Linked DNA regions of Triticum aestivum: region 1 is linked to region 2. A link is a contact called in public Hi-C data. All regions are on one chromosome and are shown on one strand. Each heading gives the region's core, a stretch centred on a gene start, on an enhancer-like site or on the middle of the called end of the contact. The rest is flanking DNA. Distances are from core to core; before and after follow the strand shown.

Region 1 (7,551 bases), core at 1,759-4,258, 290 kb before region 2:
GTTCAGCAATTCCATTCCAAGGTGCTGCATGGAGGCCACCATGGTGTCATCCTGTAGCAACTGGCAAGGGAGGTTCACTACTGCATCTAGGCTGATGGGAGAGACGAATCAGAGGAGATATCGAATAGGAAGAGCCAGGAGGAAGAATATGACATGTGGGACCATCAAACGGTGCTTATGGGCATTGTGCAACCCTCAAAAGGTGCTAATGGGTGTTGACCGAATCAGAAACAGAGCTGCATGACAAATGTACATCTAACAGGAGAGTAGCAAAAGTCAGCAACCCTGAAAAGTAGAGGTAGAATGCAAGTATGAGGTTGTACTAGTTGTAAATGTGTAAAACTCACTATTTTCAGATCCACCAAATGGCACGCCAATTATGTTTATATGCGATTGCAGGGACATAAAGCACTTTTAGCTAACATTTTAGACACATCTGACCATAGATTCTCTTTATGACAGGCAATACAGCAGCCATATAATGGATCAAATGAATGTAAGGGCAGCCAGAACTTACTTCACTTTCAAGGGCAGACGCCGCAGTACCCCTATTATCAGGTTCTACAGCAAGTAAACGATCCAGAAGTGCCAAAGCTGAAGGAGGGAAGTCCTTATATACATCATTCACACAACGACGATACGGATGTTGTGGTTTGAAGATGGTAGCACGCGATAACTTCAAATTAGCCCAGAACTCCTCTGATGGTGAACCACAAAGCTTGAATATTTTGTGCAACTGTTCCACCTGAAAGAGTTTAGACAACAAAAATTGACCTTAAGTGTCATAAAGTTAACGACATAGATTCACAGAACTATTCAAGACTAACGTAAGTACACAAGTAGGATTAATCCAAAGAAGCAACAGTCTTGAGTTTGAGCAAATTATGACTGCGGCAGTAGTCAAACAGTACCTCAGTTCGTCCTGGCATGATAGGCTTCCCTGACAGCAATTCCGCAAGGATGCAACCAGCACTCCAGAGATCAACCGTGGCACCATAGTTAGTAGCACCCAACAAAAGTTCCGGGGGCCGGTACCATAAAGTTACAACACGACTTGTCAAATTCTGCTTTTGGTTCGGATTAAAGAATGTAGCTAGACCAAAATCTGCTATTTTGAGGGCACCATTATTGTCAAGCAGAAGATTAGCACCCTTTATATCCCGATGCAAAACACCACGACTATGACAGTGACCAAGTCCAGACAGTAGTTGGTGCATGTAACACTTGACCTGAATAGGTCATTTTCCGAAGTCAGCACGGAATGAAAACTAAAGGCACAATAGAAAACCTTTGAATGGAGATCAAAGAAAATGTCCAGAAGGAAAACCTGAGCCTCTGTGAATTTTATGCCAGGTGTAGCAGCAAGTCCTGCAAGATCATGCTCCATGTATTCGAACACGAGATACAAGCTACTAGACATGCGTGATGTCACCAAACCTTCGAGCTTAATAACATTTGGATTATCAAGTCTTCTTAAGATGTGAATTTCCCTCGCCATAAATCGAACACTCTCAGGATCCATATTGGCAAATCGAACTTTCTTAAGTGCCACAATTTTTCCATTCTCAAGATCGCGTGCTTTGTAAACGCTGCTGTAGGTACCTTGCCCTATCTGAAATATTTAAAAGGCAAGGGTGAGAAAAAGCGTAGTAGCGCAGAATCAGCAGTCCTATAGTAGTTTCAATTCTAATCAATCAGATTGCTTTAAAGGACTAGGAGCTGAGTGTGGGCTCTATTTTTCTAACTGCACCACGACAAAGCTTATGGGATCTAGATGTATTTACACTATTGCAACTGACAGAATGTCCTATGCCATTGGAAAATGTTCAAGCGCTTTGAAACATTCACACTAAATCACACCCAAACACAATTCAGAACATAGATGGCTAATGAAGGTCTTGAAAGAGAAACAAGATGATAAATTTGTGGTAAGGATGAACCTTGTCCAACTTCTCGAAGGACTCTGCCTTGCGAGGCTGCCACCCACGGACCGCCTCTGTTGCCACCTCCGTAAGCCACCTCGGCCAGCCAGCCGCCACATGCTCCCCCACCACTCCATTCGGCACATCTATGATCCTTGGCTTCACCTCACCCCTGATGCCACCACTCCTTGGTTCTTGCTCTGCGACGCCATTTGGAGCACGCCTGCGATTCACAGGGGCAGCAACCGCCCTCTCCACATCGACAACGCTAGCGGCGGTTGCGGCCACTTCCTCTGGCAGCGGCACCACTGCATCGACCACCGGCGCAGGGGGCTTCCGAATCAGCCTGGCCGTGCTGGCATCTTTGGCAACACGGTGCCCCACGCTGGAGGACGTGGCTGCCACAACTCCCCCTTCTTCTTCATCCTCCTCCAAGTCCTCGTGCCTCTTGCTGGAGTTGTAACTAACCAGACGCCTCAGCGAGTTGCTGGATGGGCGGCGGCGAGGCTTCCCCTCGCCGCCACACTCGTCGCCGCCATGGAATTGCTTCGAACTGACGCATCCCATGGGATAAGGATCCCGGCAGGAAACCCTACTCCAAGAGAATCAAGACGACGACTTGAAGAAACTTTCTCCCGCATCAGGCCCTCATTGCTCCCCAAGTTGGAGCGCCAATCCGGGCTCCTCCGCAGATCCAAATCAGAAGGCAGACACTCGGGAGCCGGAGGAAGTCCCCCTCCGCTCCAGCAACTTCCGAATCAGGGAGCGCGTGGCCAGGAACCGGCGGCAACGACCACTGGAACTGGGACTCCACAACTGCAACGGAAATCGGGATCTTCTTGGAGCACTTGAGTGGAAGCGGCGCGAGTTGGGCAGGGACGAACCGGGGCGGGGAATCCGGGGTGGGCTGGGATCAAAATCGAACCTTGCCGCCGGAAAACCGCAACGCGTCGCCCCGCAGATCTCCCTCCCTCCCTCTCTCCTTCCTGAGTGCTGGCCTTTTTCTTGGGTCCTTTTGTTTGGTCTGTTGCAAGTACCCGGTCTTCTGCTTCCCTTCCCTTCTCCTTTTTGGTTGGTGAAAAAAAGGGAGAGGGCAGAGAGAGAGAGAGAGAGAGAGAGAGAGAAATTGTCAGCGAGAGGGAGAGAAGGAGACGTTAGTTCCTGTTTTACTTTTATTTTTATATGAAGAAAGAAATTGGGAATCAAGGGCGCAGACAGTTTTTGGAAAATCGGGAAACTCGAATCTCTATTCAATTGCTTAGCCATGTGATCTTTGATTCCCTCTGGTTTTGTCAAACTTGGCCGTGTCAAAAGCATCCAAAAACATTGGCAGGAAATTAGAAGAAGTCAACAGATGAATAGCACACGTACAATTATGGTGAAGAGGGCGTGGTTAGAGATATGATAAATTAGTGGTACTAGCTGTGAATAAAAGGAGTGACAAGCTGTATATAGCGAGAGAAATCAAGGTTGGTTCAAGGTTCAATTATTTTGTTGCAAGGTCCAGTCCATGTGCTAACTTTGTGATTAATTACCTACTTGATTTTTGTGAAACAGTTTTGTTTTTCTCAATAACGTACGAGACAGCTAGACCCAAGTATATTGTACTATTTGCCATCAAAAAATAGTATAAGAGCATCTACACCCGGGCGCTCCAAGCCAGCCTCAAACGCCCGGACGGTCCGCACGGTCACTGACCGGTCACCAAAATCTGATTCAGACGGGCGCCTTAAATGGCCTCAAACGTCCGGGTTGTCCGACGCCCCTCATATCCAGCCCAAATATAGGGCGCATATGGGGCTGCCCGGGGGTGTCCGCCACATCGGACTCGGCCCACCCCGACCCCACAAATATCCCCAGTCCGGAAACCCTAGCTCACTCCACTCTCGATCCGTCTCTTCTTCTCCCCTTCGATTTCTCCAATTCAATCCACTCCGACGACTCCGGCGACTGCAGCGACCATGTCGAGCGCCGGCAGCCATTCCTCCTCCGACTCCGACGGGAAGTTGGCCCTTCGCATTGCCCTCGAGAGGTCTAAGGTGGACACAGGTGGCAGTTCCAGATCGGCCGCCTCGCCTCTCCCCCGTATGCGCAACAAGGACGCTAGCTGGCTCCTCCTGACCCGCGCTTGGCTCCGCACGGGCTGCGGAGTTTGTGCCTCCCCCACGCCGTCCTCTGCCCCCGCCGGCTGCTGCTCCCCCACGCCGGCAATGGTGGATGCTTGCGCCCGCCTAGCCGGCCCGGACACGCACGCCGGAGACAACATTCTCTTCGGTTTTGTATGGACTATTTCTCTCTGTATGCACTAGCAAACAAATCGGTCCATGCATGTTTCCGTCAACAATCTCCAAGAAGTGACCATGATGCTCCCATGGTCTAAGGAGCAATATCACACATTAACACTCCATGTTATTACAATTGAATGCAGACGATATTAACTCAATTCATAACAAATAAGATTGGGTTGATTCAATATGATCGTTCTTCTAACATCATAATCTCAATATTGTTTTAGGATCATCATTACACTTAATGATATCTGATGTTTGCTTGAACTACGTCGGTATTTTCCCAAAGAGGAAGGAATGATGCAGCACAACAACTGTAGGTATTTCCCTCAGTGATGAGACCAAGGTTATCGAACCAGTAGGAGAACCACCCAACGGCACCTGCACACAAATAACAAATACTCGCAACCCGACATACTAAAGGGGTTGTCAATCCCTTTCGGGCAACGGACCCAGAAATTGGCAAGTAGACGGGATAAAATTATGATAGATTGGATAAATAGATCTCGCGGGTACGCGAGGTAAAATAAATAAGAATAAATTGTAGCAAGGTATTTTTGTATTTTTGGTTTAATAGATCTGAAAATAAAGCAAATAAAAATAGATCACGAAGGCAAATATAATAAAGAAGAGACCCGGGGCCGTAGATTTCACTAGTGGCTTCTCTCGAGAAAAATAGCAAACGGTGGGTAAACGAAATACAGTTGGGCAATTGATAAAACTTCAAATAATCATGACGATATCCAGGCAATGATCATTACATAGGCATCACGTCCAAGATTAGTAAACCTCATCTTGTTATCCTTAATAGCAATGATACATACGTGTCGGTTCCCCTTCTGTCACTGGGATCAAGCACCGTAAGATCGAACCCATCACAAAGCACCTATTCCCATTGCAAGATAAATAGATCAAGTTGACCAAAAAAACTCAAATATCGAAGAAGAAATACGAGGCTATAAGCAATCATGCATATAATAGATCAAAGAAGACTCAAATAACTTTCATGTATAAAAAGATAGATATGTTCATAAACTCAAAGTTCATCGGATCCCAACAAACACACCGCAAAAAGAATTACATCATATGGATCTCCAAGAGACCATTGTATTGAGAATCAAAAGATAGAGAGGAATCCATCTAGCTACTAACTACGTGTTGGGAAACGTAGCATGCAATTTCAAAAAATTGCCTACGCTCGTGCAAGATCTATCTAGGAGATGCATAACAACGAGAGGGGGAGAGTGTGTCCACGTACCCTCGTAGACCGAAAGCGGAAGCGTTTGACAACGCGGTTGATGTAGTCGAACTTCTTCTCGTTCTGACCAATCAAGCACCGAACATACGGCACCTCCGAGTTCTGCACACGTTCAGCTCGATGACGTCCTTCGAACTCTTGATCTAGCAAAGTGTCGAGGGAGAGTTCCGTCAGCACGACGACATGGTGACGGTGATGGTGAAGTAATCCGCGCAGGGCTTCGCCTAAGCACTATGTGAATATGAACGGAGGCGTAAACTGTGGAGAGGGGCACCGCACACGGCTAACAGATGTTCGTGTGTAATCTAGGCGCCCCCTCCCCGCGTATATATAGGTGGGAGGGGGAGGAGGACAGCCAAGGGGCGCCCAAGTAGGAGGAATCCTACTTGGGGCCCTAGTGCAATTCCCCCCCCCTACCATAACTTTCGGAGGGGGGAGGAAGGAGGAGGGAGGAGGGAAGGAAGGGGGAGGCCGAATCCCTCCCCTTCGTTCTCTCTTCCCCTCTTTCCTTCTCCCTCAGGTGCGGCTCATATGGGGGCGCAGCAGCCCATGCTGGCTGCTGCATTTTCCCTCTTGGCCCATTAGGCCCATATAGTTGCCGGGGGGTTGCCCGAAACCCCTTTCGGTGACCCGATATGTACCCGGCACCCCCAGAACACTTCCGGTGTCCGAATATCATCGTCCTATATATGAATCTTTACCTCTCGACCATTTTGAGACTCCTTGTCATGTCTGTGATCTCATCCGGGACTCTGAACAACATTCAGTCACCAAATAACATAACTCATATAATACAAAATCGTCATCGAACGTTAAGCATGCGGACCCTACGGGTTCGAGACACCTTTCCGGCCAATAACCAACAGCGGAACCTGAATGCTCATCTTGGTTCCTACATATTCTACGAAGATCTTTATCGGTCGTACCGTAATGACAACACACGTTATTCCCTTTGTCATCGGTATGTTACTTGCCCGAGATTCGATCGTCGGTATCTACATACCTAGTTCAATCTCGTTACCGGGAAGTCTCTTTACTCGTTCCGTAATACATCATCCCGCAACTAACTCATTAGTCACATTGCTTGCAAGGCTTATTATGATGTGCATTACCGAGAGGGCCCAAAGATACCTCTTCGATACTCGGAGTGACAAATCCTAATCTCGATCTATGCCAACCCAAAAAACATCTTCGGAGATACCTGTAGAGCATCTTTATAATCACCCAGTTATGTTGTGACGTTTGATAGCACACAAGGTATTCCTCCGGCATCCGGGAGTTGCATAATCTCATAGTCAAAGGAATATGTATATGACATGAAGAAAGCAATAGCAATAAAACTGAACGATCAGCTAAGCTAACGGATGGGTCTTGTCCATCACATCATTCTCCTAATGATGTGATCCCGTTCATCAAATGACAACACATGTCTATGGTTAGGAAACTTAACCATCTTTGATTAACGAGCTAGTCTAGTAGAGGCTTACTAGGGACATGGTGTTTTGTCTATGTATCCACACATGTATCAAGTTTCCGGTTAATACAATTCTAGCATGAATAATAAACATTTATCATGATATAAGGAAATATAAAATAACAACTTTATTATTGCCTCTAGGGCATATTTCCTTCACTACGGACTCGTAGGTCTACAATGAACTACTCACACATCATTGGAGAGGCACCAATGGACATGATGAACCCCTCCGTAATGGTATCTAGATTGGATCTAGTGGTTCTGGAACTTGCGGCGGCTGGAATTGATTTTCGTCGACTCCCCTAGGGTTTCTGTTATATTGGAGTATTTATAGAGCAAAGAGGCGGTGCAGGAGGCCCCCAAGGTGGGCACAACCCACCTGGGCACGCCTGGGGGCCCCCAGGCACGCCCTGGTGGGTTGTGCCCCCCTTGGGGCACCCCCAGGTGCTTCTCCGGCCCATTGGGTGTCTTCTGGTCCATAAAAATTCCACAAAAAGTTTCACTGCATTTGGACTCCGTTTGGTATTGATTTCCTGCGATGTAAAAAAACATGTATAAAATAGCAACAGGCACTTGGCACTATGTCAATAGGTTAGTACCCAAAAA
Region 2 (7,842 bases), core at 2,764-5,263:
GTTAGTTGCCTATTCACCCCCCCCCTCTAGTCAACTATATCGATCCTTTCATTAGTTATGCAAGTTACATACCCATCCCAAACTTGATATGTAAACTCTATGTTTCTCCTATGTGTTGAAAATATCTGCCCCACCCTTTCTCACTCGGAATGTTGTTCACACTCACACATCATTCAGTCCTTTGTTTACATAGGAGCATTGAAATCTCAAGAACATAAATGTTTGATACGGCTGTAAAAAAATGTTTGATATATCTGAGTAGATTAGTTATGCAAGTTACATACCCATTACAAACTTGATATGTAAACTCTATGGTGTCTACTATGTGTTGAAAATATCCGCCAAACTCTTTCTCTCTCTGAATGTGTGTCACACTCGCGCATCTTCCAGTTCTTTGCATAGGGACGCAACTTTAGTGACTTAATGAAGCCAAGTCTCAGCTTGACTTACCCATTTATCAGCCATCCATTAAAGATCCGACGTACCAGATTGACCCATATTCTGAACTGAGAATTTTAAAGTGTTCAGAAAAATCGAACTTTTTTTCAATAAATCTTAAATGTTGCGTTTTGTATTCTGGAAAAATTTCAACCCACTTGAATGTATGGTTTGTGATTAAATAGCCTTTTGAGCTCAAATAAATAAATAAATGTTTACTCATAAACACATGGATTGAAACTTTCACATGATACAATACGAAACATTTATGATTTATTGGATTTTTTATTTTTTCTATACACTTTAAACTTTCCAGTTCGGAATATGGGTCAATCTGGTACGTCGGATCTTTAATGGATGGCCGGTAAAGGGGGGTAAGTCACGATGAGACTTGGCTTCATGAAGTCACTGAAGCTGCCCTTTTGAAATCTCAAGAACATACAATGTTTCATACGGCTGTCACAAAAAAAGTGTGATATATTCGAATAGGCCTAACAATCAGTAACATCTAAAAATCCTCTCTCACATTTTCATATTCTTCTATGAGTAACAATCAGTTATCCAGACAAAATGAAAATAAAAGAAAACACCCTAGAAAAAAAATTCCAGTAGATATCGGGAATTTACAGGGAGCAGATCCTATATATGTCCAGAACAAGAATAAAGCATGCACCGATGCTTCAAATTTTTTAAAAATAAAGCATGCACTGAGAAGAAAAATACGAGGAAAAGTCCCGGTTTGTGGCGTTTGCTTCTGCTCGGAAACAACTGGTCAGTTGTGATTTTGCCCGGAAGAAGCCACCATCAGATACCACCTCTTCTCAAGAAGAAAGATTAAGCGTGTGAAGCAGGCATGGATCGCCATCAGTTGAGCGGTAGCTATCGGAAAGGGACGCGAGGCCGGTTTTCAGCTTAGCTGCCGCTGGTATGAAACCAGAGACTAATTCCAACCGGAAGCAGGGCTGCCAACTACAAAGACACCATCATGACAAGAAAGTTGTGCCAACGCAGCCGCTCTACGCCTGCAGTTCTCTCCGTCCGCCGGCTATCTACTTGTCAATGTCCCTACGTCGCTGCATTACAATTCAACATATTTATGTTTCTCTCCTAACACGTCGAGCCGTTGCGATCTACATTCCACTATCATGAATTGCGGGCATTCTCAATACACGTTAGAGAAATACTCCCTTTGTTTCTTTTTACTCCGCATATAAGATTTGTCTTAAATCAGACTTTGTGAAATTTTACCAAATTTCTATATAAGCATCAACATCTACAATAGTTAAGGTGTACGATATGAATTAAGTCCCTGATACATGTAATGATATTGATTTGATGATGTCAATGTTCATATTTTTTTCCGCAATCTTGATGAAATTCTATGAAGTTTGACTTAAAACAAAACTTATATGCAAAGAAATGGACGAAGTATTAGATTATAGTAGGGACACAGACTTGGAGCCCTTGGGTGCTCGTGAACCTTATACGAATAGTAACAAAAAAACTAGAAAAGAATAAAAAATGTGAAATTTTGAGGTATCAAACCTGGTCGATCATTTTACTCAAGTATGAGGTTTCGTGAAGAATTGGCGTCAATGATATTCTCAATAGATAAGTCAAAAAATCTATTGTATTAAAACACTGTGGGAATGAATCGTAGACTGTATTTTCTTCACTAAGGCCAGGTGTGAACTTGTTTTTTTAGACATAGGTGTGGACTTGTTGTGTCTGTGTTCTTTTGATGCTTTGTTCTGAGTCAATGAAATTCAGCTCGATTCGTATACGCCCTCAAGCTGATTAATGACAACCCATTCAACTTTGACACGCAAGGGCCTACGACATCCCACAAGGGTCCTCCTATTCAGCGGGGAGCCACTAGTTAACGAGCGCTTCTTCGGAAGCCTCGCAACGATTAACGACACTTGGCGCGCTCTTAGCCATTCGTCACGTGTCGCGCTCTGGGCGCTTCTTTTGATTTTTTTTAATTTTTTCACACGCGTTTTCGGCTATTTAAACGTTTTTTTCCCGGCGCGAAAAAACGTGTTTTTTTTTCTTTCACAAGAGTCACAATTTTGCTTCCACGAGAGCCACGGTTTTGCTTTCACGAGAGGCACGGTCGTGCCTCTCGGAAACAGAAAAATACGCGTTTTCTGTTTTTTTCCTTTCGCGAGAGTCACGGTTTTGCTTCCGCGAGAGGCACGGTTGTGCTTTCGCGAGAGTCACGGCCGTGCCTCTCGGAAATGAAAAAAAGTGTTTTCTTTTTTTCCTTTCGCGAGAGTCATGGTTTTGCTTCCGCGAGAGGCACGGTTTTCACGAGAGTCACGGTCGTGCCTCTCGGAAACGAAAAAGAAACGCGTTTTCTGTTTTTTTTCCTTTCGCGAGATTCACGGTTTTGCTTCCGCGAGAGGCACGGGTGTGCTTTCGCGAGAGTCACGGCCGTGCCTCCTCGGAAACGAAAAAAAACGCGTTTTCGCTTTTTTCTCCTTCCGCGAGAGTCATGGTTTTGTTTCCGCGAGAGGCACAGTTGTGATTTCGTGAGAGGCACGGGCGTGCCTCTTTCGGAAAGGGAAAAACCCGTGCTTCCGATTCGGTTTTTTCGTCCGGTTTTTTCCTGACAAAAAAGTTCGTCAAAACCTGTCAACATGGGATCTAGTCTTGAAGATTTCGACGCGAGGAATCCAACGGTGAAAGCGGTTTGAGATTTGGACGCATGGTTTGAGAGATAAAAACTCTCAGGTTGCGACAAGTGGCGCGCTGCATGTGCGTCACTTGTCGCAACATGGGGAGTTGGAGTGATCTTTACATCGAGTACTCCTCAACTAGCGATTTCGTATTCAGCGTGCTGGGGGAGTCACAGCGTGAACCCCTTGCTCCCCTCACGCGCCCATTTTGGCCGGCCCATGAGCGGCGGCGGGGCGCCCCCTTTTTTCCGTTTTCATTTTTTACTTATTTAAATAATTCAGGTTTCGAAATAGTTCCAAATAAAAAAAATGAGAATTTTGAAAAGTTCGTGGAGCCAAAAAATGTCCCAGAATACGAATAATATTCATGAATTTGAAAAATGCTCTTGATTCAAAAAATGCTAGTGAATTTGGATATTGATGAAAGTTTCTAAATTTGGTGAACATCTTTAAAAATTATAGTGAACAAAATTTGAATAGGATCAACATTTTTTGAGTTAGATGAACATTTTTTTTTGAAAAAAAATGATGAACAAATTTTGAATTCCATGATCAAAATTTGAATTTGATGAATATTTTTAGAATTTGATGAGTATTTTTTGAAAATGATGAACAAATTGTGAATACGATGAACATATTTTGAATTTTGATGAAAGTTTTTAAAATATGATGAACAAAAAATGAATTCGATGAACATTTTTTGAATAGGATGAACAAAAAATGTTGGCGAATTTGAAAATAAAATTCCCAAAAACACGTGAAAAAAATTAAAGAAAATAAAAAGAGAAAAGGAAAAGGGAAAAAGGAAAAGAAAAAACAAAAAATGAAAGAAGGAAAAAACGATAAATAAACGTAAAATGGGCCGGCCCATACGACATCCATCGCGTGCATCCCGGAGCTAAAGCACGTGATTCAGCCCACAAAAGTCCACTTCCTCTCCAATCCGACCCACCAGAGCCCAACGGAAAGCTTTTCCTACCTCATCCTCTCGTCATCGTCATCCCCTTCCTTCCTCCTCGCAAAACCAAACCGAAAGCAAACGACAACACGCGAGAAGAAAGGAGGGGACGATGGTGAGGAAGAGGAAGGAGCTGCTGTCGTCGGCGCCATGGCGGACGGGGGAGGCAGAGGAGGACGACGAGGCGTCCAGGATGAGCCGCGAGGGGAAGGTCACCGTCACCAGCAACCCAGGGGAGACGCCCACCATGAACATGCCACGCAGCAAGCGCCCGGACCTCGACCTCGCCGTCGACGACTTCGAGGAGGACGAGATCGACCCCGAGCTGCGCTACTCCTTCCAGCGCAACAGCAGGGTATGCCCCGCCCGCGCCACGCACCAATCTCTTCCCTCCCCCTATGCCTCTTCCTTGTTTATTGCTGTTGGGCGATTCGCTCTAGGTGTTCGACGAATTGTGAACTCTCAGAGGCTGCAGTTGTAACAGAAGGAATTTCCTCAGGATTAATTAACAAGTTTAGGGTTCAATCAACTGGTAATGGACCTAATGGTAGTAAAACTGAAACAGTAGATTTGGTTTTTTGGATAGAGGCACTGCAAAACCAACTGAACATTGTTGGCCAAAATTCACAAGATTGCACTTCACCTTTTACCGTCATAACCCTAACCACAATAATTAAGACAAAGGTTCAATAGCAACACAAATTTGTAAACTGTATTAGATGAAATAAACAGCCCCACAATTGCTAACTATTGGTTTCTCTCATATCATGGTTTTCATCTTAATTAAGGTGACCATATTATTTTACTCAAGATATCGACAAAAAATACTTTTAGTTCAAGTAAATAATTTGCCACTGACAAGTACAGTTGTGTAAATGGAAGGCCATGTCCAAGTATCCTCTACCCTGCATGGCTTTCATCACAGTTTTTCCTGACATCTGTGCTAGCTTGTTCATCATAGTAGTCCTACCCATAGAAACAGCGATCATGGGTCAACGCCGCGTCCCTTGACCTGGGGTCGATCACCCCAATCCGGAGTTAGTGTCGAGTAACTAGGGGTCACCGTGGGTTGACGGACTTAACATGGCCCAAAACTGTTGCTCTCGATACCCAATGAGAATTCGCACTATGCAGTCGTCATTGTGTGTCACTTGGCGCTCCTCATCCTGCAGTTACCATCGCGGCCCCATGATCGTGCTTGGATGTTGCCCGGCACTTTCCTGCGCTTAATATACCTGTGGTTACATTTGATTCTTTGTCAGACAACCGCAGTGGTGCTTCATCTGTTGCTTGTGGATGGAGGGGTCGGAAGTGACAGCAGGGTGGGTGTTGGAGGAAGCAGAGAGACGGATGGTTAGTTTAGAATTAATGCGTGGTGTTCAGGACTTGGGGGTCGATGGTAAAGATGCTAGGGAGGAAGCAGAGAGACGGATGGTTAGTTTATAATTAATGCGTGGTGTTCAGGACTTGGGGGTCGACGGTAAAGATGCTAGGGCTGGAGTACGTGAAGAGAAGAGAGATGTATGGGCTGGAGGGTTAAGTCACATGCCACTTTTTCCATTTGTTTTACATTTTAGATATTTGACCTTGTATACTTCTTTGCTATATTAAAACTTTTAACCTCTAAAAATTGGCGTGGGTGAAAAAAATAGTACTTGCACCTCAACCCGGAGAGGAGGGGTTGCAAACAGGAGATCCTGATGTTGTGCATAAGAAATCACAGAGAACTCTTGGTTTCTCTCATATCATGGTTTCCAGCTTAATTCAGGTGACCATATTGTTTTCCTCAAGATATCGAGAAAACATAGTTTTAGTTCAAGTAAATAATTTGCCACTGACAAGCACAGTTGTGTAAATGGAAGGCCATGTCCGAGTATCCTCTACCCTGCATGGCCTTTATCACAGTTTTTCTTGACTCTGTACTAACTTGTTCATCATAGTAGTCCTACCCATAGAAACAGGGATCATGGGTCGACGCCACATCCCTTGACCTATGATCAATCACCCCAGTCAAGGGTTAGTGTCGAGTAAGTAGGGGTCACGGTGGGTTGACGGACTTAACACGGCCCAAAACAGTTGCTCTTGATCCCAAATGAGAACTCGCACGAAGTCGTCGTTGTGTGTCACTTGGGCTCCTCATCCCGCTATTACCATGGTGGCACCATGACCATGCTTGGATGTTGCCCGCCCCTTTCCTGCGCTTGGCGTACCTGTGGTTGCCTTTGATTCTTTGTCAGAGAACCACAGCGGCGCTTCAATCTATTGCTGGTGGATGGAGGGATCGGAAGTGACAGCAGGATGGGTGTTGGTGGGAGCTGAGAGACTGATGGTTAGAATATAATTAACACATGGTGTTCAGGACTTGGTGGTTGAGGGTAAGAATAAGATGCTAGGGCTGGAGTACGTCAAAATAAGAGAGATGTGTGTGCTGTGCTAGGCCAACCCAGCAAGTCACATGCCAACTTTTTCCATTTGTTTTACAATTTAGACACTTGATCTTCTATACTACCCCCGTCTCGGTGAACAAGTCATTCGCGTAGTTCTAGGTCGACGATTTAACTATCTAAATATGTATTATATGTGACAAAAAATATATATTTAGAAACTACATCTGTGTAGAAATCTAGTGATATACTTTTCATGACATATAACACATATTTAATTCCTCAAATTGATGACCTAGAACTACGCGAATGACTTATTCACCTAGACGGAGGTAGTACTTCTTTGCTATATCAAAACTTTTAGCCTCTAAAAATTGGCGTGAGTGAAAAAAAATGGTACTAGTAATCTCAATGAAAAAACTATGTCCTACCATGGCCGTCGACCCGGAATTGTTTGGTTTGCGACTCATCCCCCCAAAGAGGCATACCCCTTGTTACACGTCAACCCAGAGAGGAGGGGTTGCAAACAGGCGATCCTGATATTGTGCATAAGAACTATCACAGAGATATTGACTTCTTATTTGGTAAAAGATAGATATTGTCATTGTGTGTGATTCCTAATACTTCATTCACTTTGTGTGGTCCTAATGTTTCATTCACTTCGAAGTTTATTTAGATGTCTAGACGGATAAGAAAATCAACAAATCCCTCCTATCGAGGATAATTGATTTTGAAATAAAGGAATCTTGTACTTATTTTGTTCGTTGTTGGTTAATTGTCTGACAAGAAGCCCTTTGTTTTGCAGTTTCTGCGGAGAGTTTTCACGGTGGACACACTTGTCAAGCCTCTTCCTCCTGTGATGGCATACAGTGTCTCCCGTAATGTGAACTTTTTCTTCAAGATCTTCACACAGTTCTGGGGTGAGCTCAGTCAATGGCAAGATAGTATTGTATTAACCTGGTTTACTCTGATCCTATTCGTTGTTGTTCTGTATAACACAATTCAGCATTTCCTCCTAGTGAATAAATTAAGTACTCCTAAAAAATAACACCGTTATTGATATCCTATTCCCGTACCAAGAATAAAACCGACTAAATAACATTTTTTTCTTCTCAAATGCGTTGGTCACTGTTAGCGGATCAATATTATGTTAATCTAAAATATGTGCCAGATGCCCAGATATCAAGATAACTTTAACTATAGTTCACTTATGTTATGTGCCCCTCGTTGTTTTTTCAATTACAACACAATTGCTTATTTCTGCTTTGACTGCACCTCTTTCAGATGAAGAAGGGATTGCCAATGCACAGAGATCCCTTGGACTGGGAAGTGAGGATAGCTCCCGGCGGTTTCGCTGATTACCGAAGTGCCATGGAACAAG

Evidence for each region. A called contact is a pair of places that touch in the nucleus more often than the background predicts.
Region 1: a contact with region 2 is called in a Hi-C map of leaf, with 4 times the contacts expected there. The contact joins the promoter of LOC123166394 here to the promoter of LOC123168005 in region 2. A contact is called at or near these places in 3 of 5 Hi-C or Micro-C datasets (all in leaf).

The regions. Positions count from the first base shown.
Region 1 is chr7D:404,249,388-404,256,938 of IWGSC CS RefSeq v2.1, reverse strand. It overlaps LOC123166394, which reads right to left and starts at 3,008. Exons shown (of 10, transcript XM_044584193.1): 1 at 1,941-3,008; 2 at 1,328-1,612; 3 at 912-1,229; 4 at 518-745. The coding sequence starts at 2,489.
Region 2 is chr7D:403,955,591-403,963,432 of IWGSC CS RefSeq v2.1, reverse strand. LOC123168005 reads left to right here and starts at 4,013. Exons shown (of 3, transcript XM_044585867.1): 1 at 4,013-4,432; 2 at 7,267-7,381; 3 at 7,746-7,842. The coding sequence starts at 4,190. The coding sequence ends at 7,819.